Linked DNA regions of Anser cygnoides: region 2 is linked to region 1. Evidence: chromatin contacts called from public Hi-C data. All regions are on one chromosome and are shown on one strand. Each heading gives the region's core, a stretch centred on a gene start, on an enhancer-like site or on the middle of the called end of the contact. The rest is flanking DNA. Distances are from core to core; before and after follow the strand shown.

The links. A called contact is a pair of places that touch in the nucleus more often than the background predicts.
Region 2: a contact with region 1 is called in a Hi-C map of liver, with 2.0 times the contacts expected there. The contact joins two enhancer-like sites. A contact is called at or near these places in 2 of 7 Hi-C or Micro-C datasets (granulosa cells and liver).

What each region holds. Positions count from the first base shown.
Region 1 is chr2:152,167,133-152,174,249 of Taihu_goose_T2T_genome, reverse strand. The region is part of intron 2 of NSMCE2 (NSE2 (MMS21) homolog, SMC5-SMC6 complex SUMO ligase); the gene reads right to left. Among named protein-coding and RNA genes, the nearest start is that of NSMCE2, 8.5 kb to the right of the region's middle. Within about 2 kb of position 5,354, at least 1 of the 3 cell types and tissues checked has open chromatin away from gene starts, as enhancers often do. A contact at or near this core is called in liver, where this site is marked.
Region 2 is chr2:152,288,786-152,295,872 of Taihu_goose_T2T_genome, reverse strand. NSMCE2 (NSE2 (MMS21) homolog, SMC5-SMC6 complex SUMO ligase) reads right to left here. Exons shown (of 8, transcript XM_066990737.1): 7 at 7,008-7,087; 8 at 3,807-4,186. The coding sequence ends at 4,072. Among named protein-coding and RNA genes, the nearest start is that of TRIB1, 8.2 kb to the left of the region's middle. Within about 2 kb of position 5,407, at least 1 of the 3 cell types and tissues checked has open chromatin away from gene starts, as enhancers often do. A contact at or near this core is called in liver, where this site is marked.

The DNA.
Region 1 (7,117 bases), core at 4,105-6,604:
ATCGGAATGAAACTTCCCCCATGAACAGCTTTGTACAGTGGGGGAATTCTTGCAGCTTCCAACAAAGCACCTGGTAGAGGCTCATGGTGAAGGGTTACTGAACTTAACGGATCGCTGGTCTCGTTTCATTTTCTACCATACCTTCTCTCATAGCTAGGAAACTTTTTTGTATACCAAGTGTCCGTGAAAAGCCATTAATCTCCAGGACAGACTTTGACAGTCTACACTTGCATTCTTCACCAAGAAAAAAAATAATCCCACGACCCTTCCTTGGAATTTATTCCAACCTAAAGAAAAGTAAATTCTGAGAGACTGAGGCACACTCCTGGGGATTTCAAATCCAGGTAAAATTGTTCCCTCGTGTCCATAAAGAAGTAATGGATTGCTCAATTCTAATACTATTCCTACACGGTATGTAAAATTGTGTGTTATTTCCTTCCCAGGAGCATCTTCGCAGATCTATGGGCACATAGGGGGGAAAACAAGATCTGGTTCCTCATGCACGGTCCCTACAGCACAGCCCCCAGTTTTGTCCGTTACAAGGCCACTAATCCTGTAGGTAGCCAGCAGCCTGACAAAACCACAATTCAAACGCAAAGGAAGGTAGGATGTAGAAGAAAAAAATCTTATCACAGATTATCTTCCCTGGCCAAGGACAGCCAGGATAACAAGTCAAAGTTTAGTCCTGCTCATTTCCTCATGCAGCAGATCTTCATCCCACCTCTTTATCAAGCAGATTGCAAAGTGTCATTCTAGCTGATAGACTGTAGCCTGTTCTCAGGACAAGTACCTTAAGCTTTGATTACTTTTATGAAGTGCAGTGATCTCTAACATCATGGAAACTAACAGAGAATGACAATTTTATGAGCACAGGTATCAGCAGGATCGTTTATGGATCCCAAAACAACGACACCGCGGTCACTTCACACACAAGAAATTCTCCAATGTTAAGATTCGTGTTATGGCACTGAAGGAATCCTGCGTTTGCATTTTCAATGAAAAATAAACCAGAAAAAAAAAAGGACAATGGAAACAAATGAACCAAACCATTACGTAGTCAAACACGAGGATGGACTCCATCCTCACACTGCTGTCTGCACCATTCCAAGCAGGAGAGCTTTAGGTCAGTGACAGAGAAACTTCCACAGAAAGGATTCCTGCTCTCAGTGATGAATGAATTTCTATCAAATCTTTTTGTTTGTTACGGGTTGCCACTATGTCTTCAGCAAGCCACTGCACGTAAAAATAGTAGATGTTCCGTAGAACCTCGTGAATCAACTGTCTATTAAAAGGCTGCCAATAATTTCTCAATACCAGGCTGACCTACACATCTATATTCCCTATGCCAACAAGGGTCAGCAATGTTTAGAGTGATTCCTGTGTAACACCACGGTCAGACAGCAATGAGAGAAACCCAAGTGCTGTGGGTAGTCTCACAGAGCTAAACCCACGTTTCAAAGATCCGACACCACCGACTACTTCTTGGCTAGTATTCAACAGGCATCGAGACCCAAGTGGATCCCAAGCAATTTGGTGAATAGAAAGCAGTTAGTAAAGGGAGGACGTCACTCGTGTGAGGTGCAGTGCAGCACTCAAAAGTGCAGAGACAGCTCTAGGGCAAGGGGAACCAGACAAGTGGGATGAGCAGCCAGTGCTGAGGGAAGCTGCTCTGGCAGAGGGAGCAGGTTATGCAATAGGAAACAAGAGCAGACAAGCAGGAAGAGCCAGAGCCGTAAAGGGCTCTTAATCTGGGGCACATGCCACAAAACTGTATCACTAAAGCTCCGGAAGACCCACGGGCCTGCCCTGTCCGGAGTGGTGAGCAGAGAAATCCTTCAGAGTGCGGAGAAAGAAAGTTGACGGGGTGTGGGCGAGGAGCTCTCACGTGGGTGAACTGCAACAGGAAGATTCCTGCTATGTTATACTGACGGCGAGCAGCCAAAGGTAGCAGCTGACTGCGAGATTTTAGGGCAAGGTTTTGAGAAGGAAAAAAAAAAGACTCATTTTTTTCCCCTAAGTAAGATCAGACCTCAGGTGGCTGCCTGCTTCCCACCCACCTGTTCTGCACTCCAGGGCCTCTGCATTTTAGTGGGGACGTAACATGCAGCTGGGAGAAAGTCCCAGACATCAGGGAAGCATCTCGTTTGTGTGAAAACCTGTTCATATCATCAAGCAAAACGCCATGTGCTAATGCTTTATAACATTTTTTTAGACAGTTTATTTTAAGAATTTCTTAGCACCTTGTCTATAGCTAGCATGCTCTCCAGTCTCTCCAATTGTTTCCCAATTTGCTTTGGCCATTCTTCCCAGTCCCACGTGGCTTTGGCTCCAGACCAGAGACAAAAGCAATTACCCCTTTAAAGAGCAAAGTGCTGGGCTGGAGGCCAGGAGATGACCATGAATTAGTCTTCTTTCCTCCAATATCTACAACTCTGTGTCCTTCACAGCCCCATATTCTTGAGAAAGTTCTGCTTTCGAGGAGCCAGATAAAACCGCCATCCTCAGCAAGCTGGCAGAATTCATATCCCATTCTGCCAAGCAGAGCTGGGAAGTGATGTCTGTCTTTGTTACGGCATATCCAAAACATCAGCAGCACATCAGTCCATACGTATGGCAGGTTATAGCAATGAAAAAAAAAAAAAAACAGAAAGAAAGACTTATCAATCCTTCAAGTATTTCACGTGGGTATCCAGCAGTGCCTTCTAACCCTATAGGAAGATGCTGAGTTAGGTAAGCAGTGCAAATAGCTGCTCCTCAGCGTACAGAGGTATTAATAGGAGACTTAACAGATCAATACTAGGAACGTCACAGCTGAGAGAGATTGCCAAACAAGTACTGACAGTGAATTCTTTCTTCAGTCACACCGCTAAAGCTCAAACAACAGACTGAGGCTGAATTTAGAAAGACAGAAATTATAGTAAAACTCAACGATTTTACTTGCACTTGTAACTCATTTCCAACAGTGTCACCTTCAAATTCCCGTATCTATTAGGACTCCAATCCAGCAAAGGATATGAGAATGCACGTAACATTTAAAATACACGGATCACTCTGAAAGTTGGTGATCACTCGAGAACTTAAATGTATCTTTTTCTTCAGTGTTTCACTGGACTGGGCCATAGAACGCCCAAGAGCATTTTGAGTGCAGAGAGGACACACTGAAACCAACTCTGCACACTCCATTTTGCTGCTTACATGGCCTTTTCTATAGTGACATTTTAAAGTGTCTCTGTACCACGATGCTATTTTGGAAAACAAAAAACAAACAAAAAACGTATGGCCTTTAGACAATGTCAGTACCTAAAGATAATCGGCAGAATGCCTGGGATGGACATAAATCTTTCATTTAAAATCATTAAATAAAATAAACTTTTAAGTTAGTTGTTTCCCTTTCACATTCAGTTTGGTGAAACTAGTTTTCATCTCCAGCTCAGATCCTCAGTTCCTCAGAAATCCTATTTCAGCTCTGTCAGTTTGCCAGCACATGCTCACAACACAGCACCACAAGGATGCTCAATGTCAAAAGTCTGCAAATTCTCTATGAACAGGCAAGTCTTATTCATCAATATAACTTCATGGATATCAACAAAGTTTTTTGAGAAACACGAGGTTTTCAGGTTCGGATACATTAAAATTATCCTTTACCTGAATCACCAGAGGTTAACAGAAATCCTGAACAACACTATTGCCTTACTTTGGTAGAGATCATCTATGTTCATAAACGAGCAATGCCTGACCTGAATATTTAATACTAGCGTTTTCTTTTCGTAAGCCTATAGAGGACTAGAACAAAATGGACCTAAATATACTAGGGGACTATGTAACAGAAACGTTGATGAAACTAAGACTCGGATAAGTGAAGTTTTGCTAATAAAGCTTACATCAGTACAACTCTCTCATCCCTACAGCACAGGGTGAATAGTAGGATCCTTAGAGGAAAAAGACTTGGGGACCACTGTGGTCGGAGCTCACTGAAGGTTTGTTTCCAGAGTACAGCAACAGCGAACAAGATGCCAGGAGGCACAAAAGAAAGAGGAGGTAGTAAAAAGCTGGGAACAGATTCTGGGTCTTTATATCATTAGAAGCCTCAGAGATATTTCAGACTGCTTTAATTCTACTGCAGAATACTTTTCTTTTGACTTCATGTGAGCTCTGTTATTATTGACAATTCCATAGTAAAAATATCCATACTTGCTCGTTATTGCTCGCTGGGATTCCCAAAACATCTCACAACATTAAATAAGGATTAAATGGACAGAAATCATTTTAAACTTACTATTGTGGACTGTAAGCAGATGTCAGGACAACTATATGCATAAATAGAGATAACTGTGAACCTGCTTGGAAATATCGGACATTAAATCTTTCCAATATTCCTGTGAAATGGGTAAGCATTATTTTTATTAGTATTATTATTTTGCAGAAAGTAGTAAAACGAACCCATTCCAGGCTGCGAAGAAGTAGATTAACTGCTACATTTTGTCCTGCGTTGCCAAATGGGGTAACATTTGATGAAAGGCTACAAATCTTTAAATCTTCAAAATCATTTGAAACAGTGAAACAGATTCCCTCAATTTTCTACATTCCTCAGATTAATATTTATTGCAGCTTTATTACAGCTTTTAAAAGTGAATAATTTTAAGTACAGCAGCACAGTAATACATGGTAGCATCGGTATGTGTACTAGCTTGCAGCCATGCCACCTTCACCCAGAAACAGATCAAAATCCCTTTAAACAGGATTGAAGTGAGTCAGTGGGTAGACGGCAGCTTCCTAAAGGGAAATATGGTGCTGAGAGAAAGGAAAGTCTTACTTCAGTAGGAGGAATTCTACATGGGAAATTACTGATTAAAACCCAGTGCTGGATTTTGTTCTGAAACTTTCAAAGCACACATCAACATAAAGCCGTGAAAGATCTGCTTACTCATGAATAAATATCACAGTAATTTTAATCTGATGTCCCCAACATCCAACTCAAAAACCCCTTTCTATCTTCTCTAGTTAAGTTTTCTCTGCTGTTTCAATCAGATGGAGGAAAACTTATTTTTCTCTTTCGGATTATTATGGAGTCACAACGTTTCTATATAGCAACCCTTATTCCCTCAGAAGATTTTCATTTCAATCCTGGTAGAGGAAGTAATCCCTGCAACCATTATTTACCTCCCAGAGAGCAGAGAGGCTTAGCCAGTGTTTGCAAAGCAGCTGAGATCCTCTAAAGAAAGGTTACGGAAGGTTACAAGGCTACTGTAAAGCAGGGAATATCCTGAGCCAACTGTGGCACACAAGTGGCACCTCTTCCCATCAACAGCCGACAGGGTTTCACGATCTAAAAAGCAGGCTTGCTCCCTCTTTATTCCATGTAACACTACCACCACCTGTTAAGGAGCTTAGATTCAGTCATCCCGAGAGGTTTTTATGGCTCCCATAACCCCTGGAAGAAGAGTTCTTTGTTCTCTGGACGGTTTAACTGGAGAGGGCTTTAGGCGGCTCATGGATCACGGCCAGATCAGCAGAGAGGTAAAGCAGCCAGTTTCTTTTCAATATTTTTGGAGCTTCAAGGGAAGTACTGTTTACTTCCTATGTTCTCCTGCCCCCTAGCGAGCTTTGGTTTTCACTCCACCTGAACAATCGTGGCTGCTTTACAACTCACACGCACACAACCGTGCTGAAACACCAAACTGTTTTCTTTTTATGTTCTTCACAACTGTTCCCTACATCCTTCTCCACTAAGTATGTCAGAAAACGAAGAGCCTTTTCTAGCCCTAGTATGCAGGCTTTTACTTAACAGGGAAGCACCCTCAAGACTGAAATACCATAAAAGCACTTTAAATACGTCAAAGAAAATTCATATGTTAATTTCTATTTCTTCTTTATATTATTCTTATATTAGAGCACTGAAGTTAGAAAAATTACATACACGTTCTTTCATGAATCGCCCTTAAATCTTAGGGAGAAAAAAAAAACCACAACAAAACCACAGCGTTTGCTGCCTATAAAACATCTCAAATACAACACATGAGCAAAGCCCCTATCATAATCTAAAGAAAAAAGAGGGAAAAGTGATCCAGGAAGATCTTTAAAAAAAATTTTTTTTTTAAATCTAACTTCCTATCAGGTGCATTTATGGGAGATCCCTCCATGATACTGCATTTAACTGTAGCCAGTCCAGCAAACACTAATGTGTATTATTTAATAAATATGCCTACCAGTAAAGGTTTTCAAGGTTGGGCTCTTGGAGAGTAACAACTCAGAAAAGAAACAGACGTCACTTACTGCACTAACTTTGTATGCCTTTTGGGTTATCTATCTTCAGATGTAAATCCAACCTCTCTCATGTACTTCCTAAGAGAATTTTACCCCAGTACTATTCCCAAAAAGCAGAGTTGTGTAACATGCAAGCATCTTCGCAGCAACAGGGCTTGTAAAATAAAATACTGACCACATAATCACAATAGAATTCTTTTGCCACTGCAAAGCCTAGCAATGAAACCTGTCAGAAGCTGGATGAAGCTAGATTTTGTAAAGGAAATTAAAACAAACTGCAAATGGACAACAACAAGAATGCAGAAGCATATTACCTAAAGGTGTCTCAAAATTAAATGACTACTTTGCCTCAGAACATGCAGGCTAAGTAGAATAGGTGGGTGACAATTTTATATATGTGACAAGTTGTGTTAATGAGTTGGTTATACGAGCTTAACAGCCAAGTACTGCAGACCAGATGATGCTAACTCAAAAACACCAAACAAACAAAAAACCACAGCAGTTATTTACCAAAAGTATGTCACACCACAGAAACTTTGTATCTTCCTGATGGCATTGTATATGGAACATAAGAAATTGAAGCTCAAGTTCAAGAGATGAATGACCTTTATATATACAGCTAAGGGAGTGAAAAACAAACCTTGTAAAAGAAAAGTGAGGGAGCTTCACTCATTTGCTTGTTTCACATGTGCATAAATCAGCAAAGAAACGAGTAGGAGTGAAGGAGAGAATTACTCTAAGTGAAGAGTTAACACCATAGCACATAGATCATAGAGATTTAAACTAAACTACAAAAGTAAGCCTGTAATAGCTTTTCTGTAGCGCAACGGGACGGACTATGTTAAAAGGTCAT
Region 2 (7,087 bases), core at 4,158-6,657, 120 kb before region 1:
CCACAGTGAATCCTGCGCTCGCTTTGGCCACAGCACTCGAGCTATTCTTGAGAAAAAATGTCATGAGGTACTTGTGACCACAGGTAGGTAAGACCTTTGTCATCAGCCACTCATGAGGAAACATGAGTATATCCAAGAGGACATTGTCTAAAATAAGGCAGTGTGTTGGCCTTGGCTGTTGAGTCATCGGTATCACTTCCTCCAGCCCCTGCTCTTGCTCCGGGTATTTCTCAAGGGAGCACTGACTTAGCCTTAGTCTTTTTGATTCTTCTAGAATGAATAAGATCACAGCTCAGGAGCAGCAATGATGAATATATCCTTGATTCAGAGGAATGTGTGCTCCTTTTAGCACAAGTGTGCTAAATCTTCCATGAGATGCCTGCCTGATTAGTTCTTCTCTTCACACGTCATGGCTCCACTGATTTGAAGGCTTCAGAGGGAGTCTCTGGTTTTAAAATGGAGAATCTGTTCCAGCGAGAGAGCTGTGCTAATGGCTCGTGCCCCAGGGTACCACTGAAAGCTTTCGCATATAGATCTCCCATGCCTTTCAGTTGTTTTAATGTTTGATTAGGCATTTCTTTAATCAGCCAAAATGCTATATGGAACTTCTCCGGCCGACAGAGAAGGTCAGTGACAGACCCTTACTACATCTAACATCAGGACCCCAACTATATCTAGGTTTGCTGTATTTGTAAAGGACCCCTTATGCAACAGGAAAAAAAAAAAAAAAAAAAAGCTTCACCTCTGAGTTTCTTTCCTTAAATATTGTTGCAAAATTCCTGACGTCAAACAATGAGACACAAATTACCCTGTGAACTGTTAACATATGCCTGTTTACATATGATATCTTACAGCCAAAACAGATTAAGATTTGAAGCTTTAACTGCTGTTGTTTCCACTTCTGTGAATCATACAGATCAGCTTATTCATCCCAGAAACTTATTTTTATTCTTTAACTCTTGCAAGCTACTTCCAATCAGAGCAGAGTCTATGTGGGGCATGGGACATGTGGGAACAGAGAGGTCACTGCTGTGTAATGAAGCCCAGACTTCGCAAATGAAAGAGCACAGAGCTGCCACTGACTCCAGCCACCCCGATGAAGCAGTAGTGTTTTATAGCTTCCACCAGGTCAGTTGATAGGCACAGAAGCCTTCTTTATTTGCCAAGGCAATTCTGTCCTTCCGCCTAGTAAATACCAGCTGCAACTCACGGTGATGACCAAGCCTGGATCACTTCAATTCCAGAAGGAAAATTACTTGCAAATATCAACGGTAAGAGAGAATCAGCCATGAAAAAGCAACAGGATGGCTCAAATTCTGGGTTCAGAGAAAAATACATTCATTCATTGTACTAGGATTCCTTGGACCCAGTTTAAATTCAGAAAGGACAAATATTTTGGGGACCAGGGCTTCACTGATTGCAGTAAATACAACAAGTTTTCTCTAGCGGTTGAATCTGTGCTGTACATCACTGATTTTGACGGGACCCTTTTAAGTACTCCAGTCAGCAATCCTGGCATAAGTGCATCAAATATTTGTCTTTTTCTGAATAATATGGCTGTGGCCATACTTGAAAAAGAGGTATATGATGATTAAAGAAACCTTCCTCTATATAATTACATACACCTCACAACCTCATATGCCACTGTTAGTAAAGCTAAGCAGAGAAGCGCTCCCAAAAATCAGTCCATTCCTCCCAGCTGAAGACTGGGAAGGATTTCAGAATTTATAGGCTCTCTGATTCACTAATGCTGCCCAGCTCAGGCTAGCAAAGGAGGAAAGGAAGGAAGGTCACGTATTTTGCCATCACCATGCCACCACCTTGTAGGTACAAATTAATCTGGGTATAATTTAGCATTTATAATGTTATGTATTATTTGAAGGCATATTCAAGCATCCCAACACCCACATGAACTAAATTTGAGGTGCGATACTAAGGCCATGGAAATTGTAGACACATCTTTGCATCTGAAAACTTAGGAGCCTGAATACCAGTAAGGATTGAATTAGACCCATGAGGACAACATTACTGCACCTCTATCAGAAACTGCAAACTGTCGAACCACCGTAGGTTTCACACAGGTTTCTGTTTCTGAGAAAAAGCTACCAACAGCTTAGGACGTCCCTCCACCACCACCACCACCACAACCACCACTTTTGTTTTGTTTTGGTTTGTTTTTTTTTACTTTTTTTATTCTAATACTGTAGTTAACATCCTCCCTTGTGGTATTTAATTGTATCACTTTCCTGAAAATCAGCAACCCACCTTCTGAAAAGCTATTAGTCTGAGACCCGAGATGTCTTAAAAGGGACCTGACTTTCAGACATAAGCAGACAAACAAGTACACACTGCTCAGCCCCCCCAAGCCTCTTTCAAATATTTCAGCTGGGCTTCCAGACAGAAGTACTCCTGATCGCTACTGAGTTTTGAAAAGATAAACCTTTGGGGTTAAACCACATTATGAAAATTATCCAGCTAATTCCCATGAAGTGTTTTGAACACAAAAGCTCAGTGCAAATAATAATGGCCCAGTTCCCTTTTTTAGCTATGAAATCAGCTTGCAGATTAATATTCTTCAATTACAAAATAATAATTTCATCTTGAAGTGGTTTGCACTCGAAGTGCAATTGGGGTTAATAACGGTCTAATAAAGGAAAGCTGTTAGCAAACAGCAACCCAGAATGAAAAGCTTAGCATTTTGGTAACGTGGTTACATTTTATATTGAATGTCAGGTTGTAAGTTCACAAAAATGACCTAGGAAAACAACATCTAACCCACCAAGGAACCCAAAGCTCAAAGAACCCTGTATTTTCAGTTTCACATATGCCAAGATATTTTAATTGGACGAGGGGGAATGGCTTTAAACTAAAAGAGGGTAGGTTTAGATTAGATATAAGGAAAAAATTCTTTACTCAGAGGGTGGTGAGGCCCTGGCACAGGCTGCCCAGAGAAGCTGTGGGTGCCCCATCCCTGGAGGTGCTCAAGGCCAGGCTGGATGGGGCTTTGGGCAACCTGGGCTGGTGGGAGGTGTCCCTGCCCCTGGCAGGGGGTTGGAACCAGACGGGCTTTAAGGTCCCTTCCAACCCAACCCATTCTGTGATTCTGTAAGTGCCACCTGACCACCAACCAAGGCAGCTCTTTTTACCTATGGCTGTTTCTGATGCATATACCTAGTGCCTCATCTGCTAGTCTGCAGATCAATTTAGGTAGTAAATACTGTCACAAAGCTTAAATCTTTTCCTGAATTTGTACCTAAATGCATGGATATAATATTTGATTATCTGCTTTTAAATTCAAGTCATATGGTTACAATATATTCGTATTGTCTACAAATTAGTTACTGGAACACATCTGTAAATAATTGTAGTCTCCTAACATACAGTATTACAGCAAAGCTCCCTGGGAATCCCACACACACACAAAATCTGAAATAAAAGCTCCTGCATCTCAAAAGAAAAGGGTAAGTTAGTGCAGAGTGTTCAATAATTATAAGAATGAGGCCAAGATCCCCAAAGGTGAGTGGTAAATGTGTGTCCATACACAAGGTACAGACGTGTAGCACTTCCTGCAAATTAAGCTCTTCTAAAGTTTCTTGAGGTTTGTATCAAAACAGGGAAGCACTCCCAAGCGGGGTATATATCTTGGGTAAACTGTGGTCAGAGTGCCCAACTCTGAGTATTCCCAGCATTTACAGACAGTAACAGAACTATCTGAAACATTGAGCAAAGCGATCACTAGTAAATGCTGGCAGAATTTGCATCTCTAATACACCAAAAAGAAAAAATTAACACGCTGACAAGGAAGGTTAAATAATGAAAAACACATTTTATTTATCAAATATAAGATTTCTGAATTTCAGGAAGGGGAGAAAAAAACAAGCTACACTGGAATCCCTCGTATTTGGTAGTTTAAAAAAGCACTTCCAGCTACAGCTGAGACCTTCAACTTTGCCTATAAATGAAACCCTTTAAATAACAATCAGTTACACAACCTGCTTACAATCAGCAGCTTATCTCACAAGATCTCTAATAACAAATTTTCTTTGTGGCAGCAACATATCCAGCTGACTTCTACAGCGTTGACCAGCTTTGTTTATTCTGACTGTCAATCGCTCTTTTAAGTGCTTCATCTGGCACTAGATCTGATTCTTTTACATCATCATGGCTACAGCCAATTTTAGGGCAGCTGTTAAAAAGAAAAGAGAGACTCCGGTAAATGAGAAGAATTGTATTAGTCAGATATAGGCTTTTAAACAACATCTGCTGTTTTATTGTATTTATCTGGGATTCACTCTCTCTATCAGCAACTCGTTACCTCTCTTCCGCTTCACCAGTTCTCTGTTGGGAAAAATAAATCCGTTTATCTAAATCGGTGGGAATCAACAGCTGAAGGAAGGAACACGGGGAGAGGTGGAGCCTCTCACCTGCGGATCGCTCTCTTGCTCCCTGTAGACAAGCTGCCTGCATTAGTAACGATACTAACATTGCACAGAAATCTTGCTATGCTCCTTTCTCTCTTTGAAGTCCTCTCTAAGCTGCAGGTAACTACCTCTTACCCTGTTAACCTGCAGTGGAGCAGTATAATCTTCTCTGATAGATAAATAGGGAAATTAATTTCTAGGGAAATAGATAAAAGAGAAGGAGACTTGCAGGGGCTGACTGATGAATCAGTGAAACATCTAGTCGGTGTGAAAATTTGCCAGTCCTTTTATGAACTGAGAAAGCACAGAAAGGAGAGATGGGGTCAAATTAACAGCCTCTAAATGAAGATCAAATACAAAATGGCTTACAACTACTTGAGACAGTCAGAGGAAGATACTACTGTTGAAAAATATTCAGGGACCAGAGGTCATTTTCCTTTGGCAGTGGCCCAAACATACACAGATGGTTCCAGTGGACAGAAATCATGCTTTTTCTGACTTTTTTCCCCTATTAGGAATAATCTTTATCTCGGGTGCTGAACTTATTTACATTCAGTACTCACAGCTTTTATTCCAGACGTGCCCACAGCTTACTGCGTTTGTCATGAGTAAGTCACTTAATTGCTCTGTGCCTCAGTTTTCCCATTTATCACCTTATTAGAGCAATAACTTCACAGATTAATGAATAACAAGTCCTAAGAAAAGCTTCCAAGGTTTTCTGTAAACACCAAGTGTTAGTGTGTCCTTCCACGCAGTGGAAAATTGTGAGCAAACCAGATCCATCAGAACTGCCTGAAGAATATGGCACGTCTGCCAGCACAAAAGCTGGTGGCTGTGCCTGTGCCAGCTGGAGAGCTGCCGCTCAGCCAGGGGACTGCCAAACACACCAGAAAGCAGCAACACGACCAGAGTGGTGTGCTCGAATGAGGAACTCCTTGCATGCACTAGCCTGGCTTCCCACCACAGCAGGCTATGGTTTTGTAAAGACTGACTGCATTTTCTCCAGAAACGTTAAAATTACAGCAGGTCAGTGAGACAGTGGGCAGGGAAAAGCAGGCAATCTTTCTTAATTTAGTTACAGTGAAGCTTGGTTATTGCTGGGCTCTGGCTTTTCTAGCACGTTGGAGTAACTACTGTAACAAAGGGAAGGTTGCAAGCTCAGAACCCAAGATTAAGAACTGCCAGGATTCAGACCGCACAAATCACTTCAGTTTGGGTATAAGGTAACTTTAAAGCTGGGCATTTTACAGCTTTGATGGTTTTTACTCTATATTTTCATGGTAGTAGAGTAGACTTTTTCCTGATGGATTTAACAACACAGAGAAATGTCTAGATATGGACGTCCTAAATTCAGTTCCATATTCCAGAAGGTATTTTGTGTAGTGCTTTGGGGCTGTTGAGCACCTGCTTCCTAGCCTGACCCCATCCTCCAGAACTCTCACTTTGTCCCCTCCAACTTGGGAGCTATTTCCCAGCTCCCCTTCTTCAGAGAGCCATCCCCATGGGTGCCTGATTTAGTAGTAGCACTTTCCTGTAGCCAGGAAGACGCATGGAATAAGAAGTCCTGCTCTACCTTTGTACCCATGTGGCGGCGTGTGCAGAGTAACAGAAATGCCAGAGCTACCGATGGAGGAAGTAAGCTGACTGTAGCGTTATCTTTGGAGAAATCAGGTCTAAAAATCACTCTCTAAAATCAGTCTCTACAGTCCTTCCTGAGCAAACTGCATATTTATTAAAAAGTTCACAACTTGTAAGTTTCCATGAGGTCATCGACCCCCAAGCATCAAGCTCTAGCATTTTTGGTGCAAAACCAAATGTGAAATTAATAACGACAGCTCATGATGACATAGTACGTCCACTACACTTGCTCTAAAAAGTGTTTGAGTCCCTTTTCCTCTCTTTTAGATTTAGGTGTTGGGGGTTAGCTTTGGAAATTCAAAACAATTCTAAATTTGAAACTTACCAGGGAGAATTTCAGGTTTAATAATTCAACTTTTACATGTTTGCATTCAGCGAAATATGTCCTGCATGGAAAGTGCAAGTGCAAGCTGCTTTGGTGCTATAAAGTCAGAATTATCTCATTGCACTGCAGTGAGAAGTACACAATCCCATCTGATCATTCTTAAACTCTATACTACCTGGGAGGTTGACTTTTAATATTTCTTATTTCTAATTGTATTGGAATATAGCTGCAAAAGAGAGTGCACAGCGGAGAGGTTTATTTTTTCATTAACCCTAAGGCTTGCTAAATAAGCAGTGGAAATAAAATGAGCAACTGAATTTTATGAAGCTTCTCTTTGTTGTTCACAGCTATATAAAATCTCTTTTATTCTGTTGTGCAGGTACCGTGAGTAGCTGTAACTTCCCCACACACTTCCTGAATATTTCCTTGCACATTGTTTTCATTAAAAAAAAAAAAGATCCTTCATGCGTACAGTACTAATGAGGAGACTGTGACTTGGGCAGACACTGAAGTATTACTTCCTGCAGCCTTGCCAATCCAAATACATTTCCTAGAACAAGTGGAGTAAAATTCCACTTACACAGCAAAGCAAATAGCTTTTCCACACATTCTTGTTAGCTTACCGGACGTTTTTCTTTTGCTGCTTTCGAGTCTGGATAATTTTTAGAATGGCATCTTGTTCATAGGAATGCCCACAGACCTT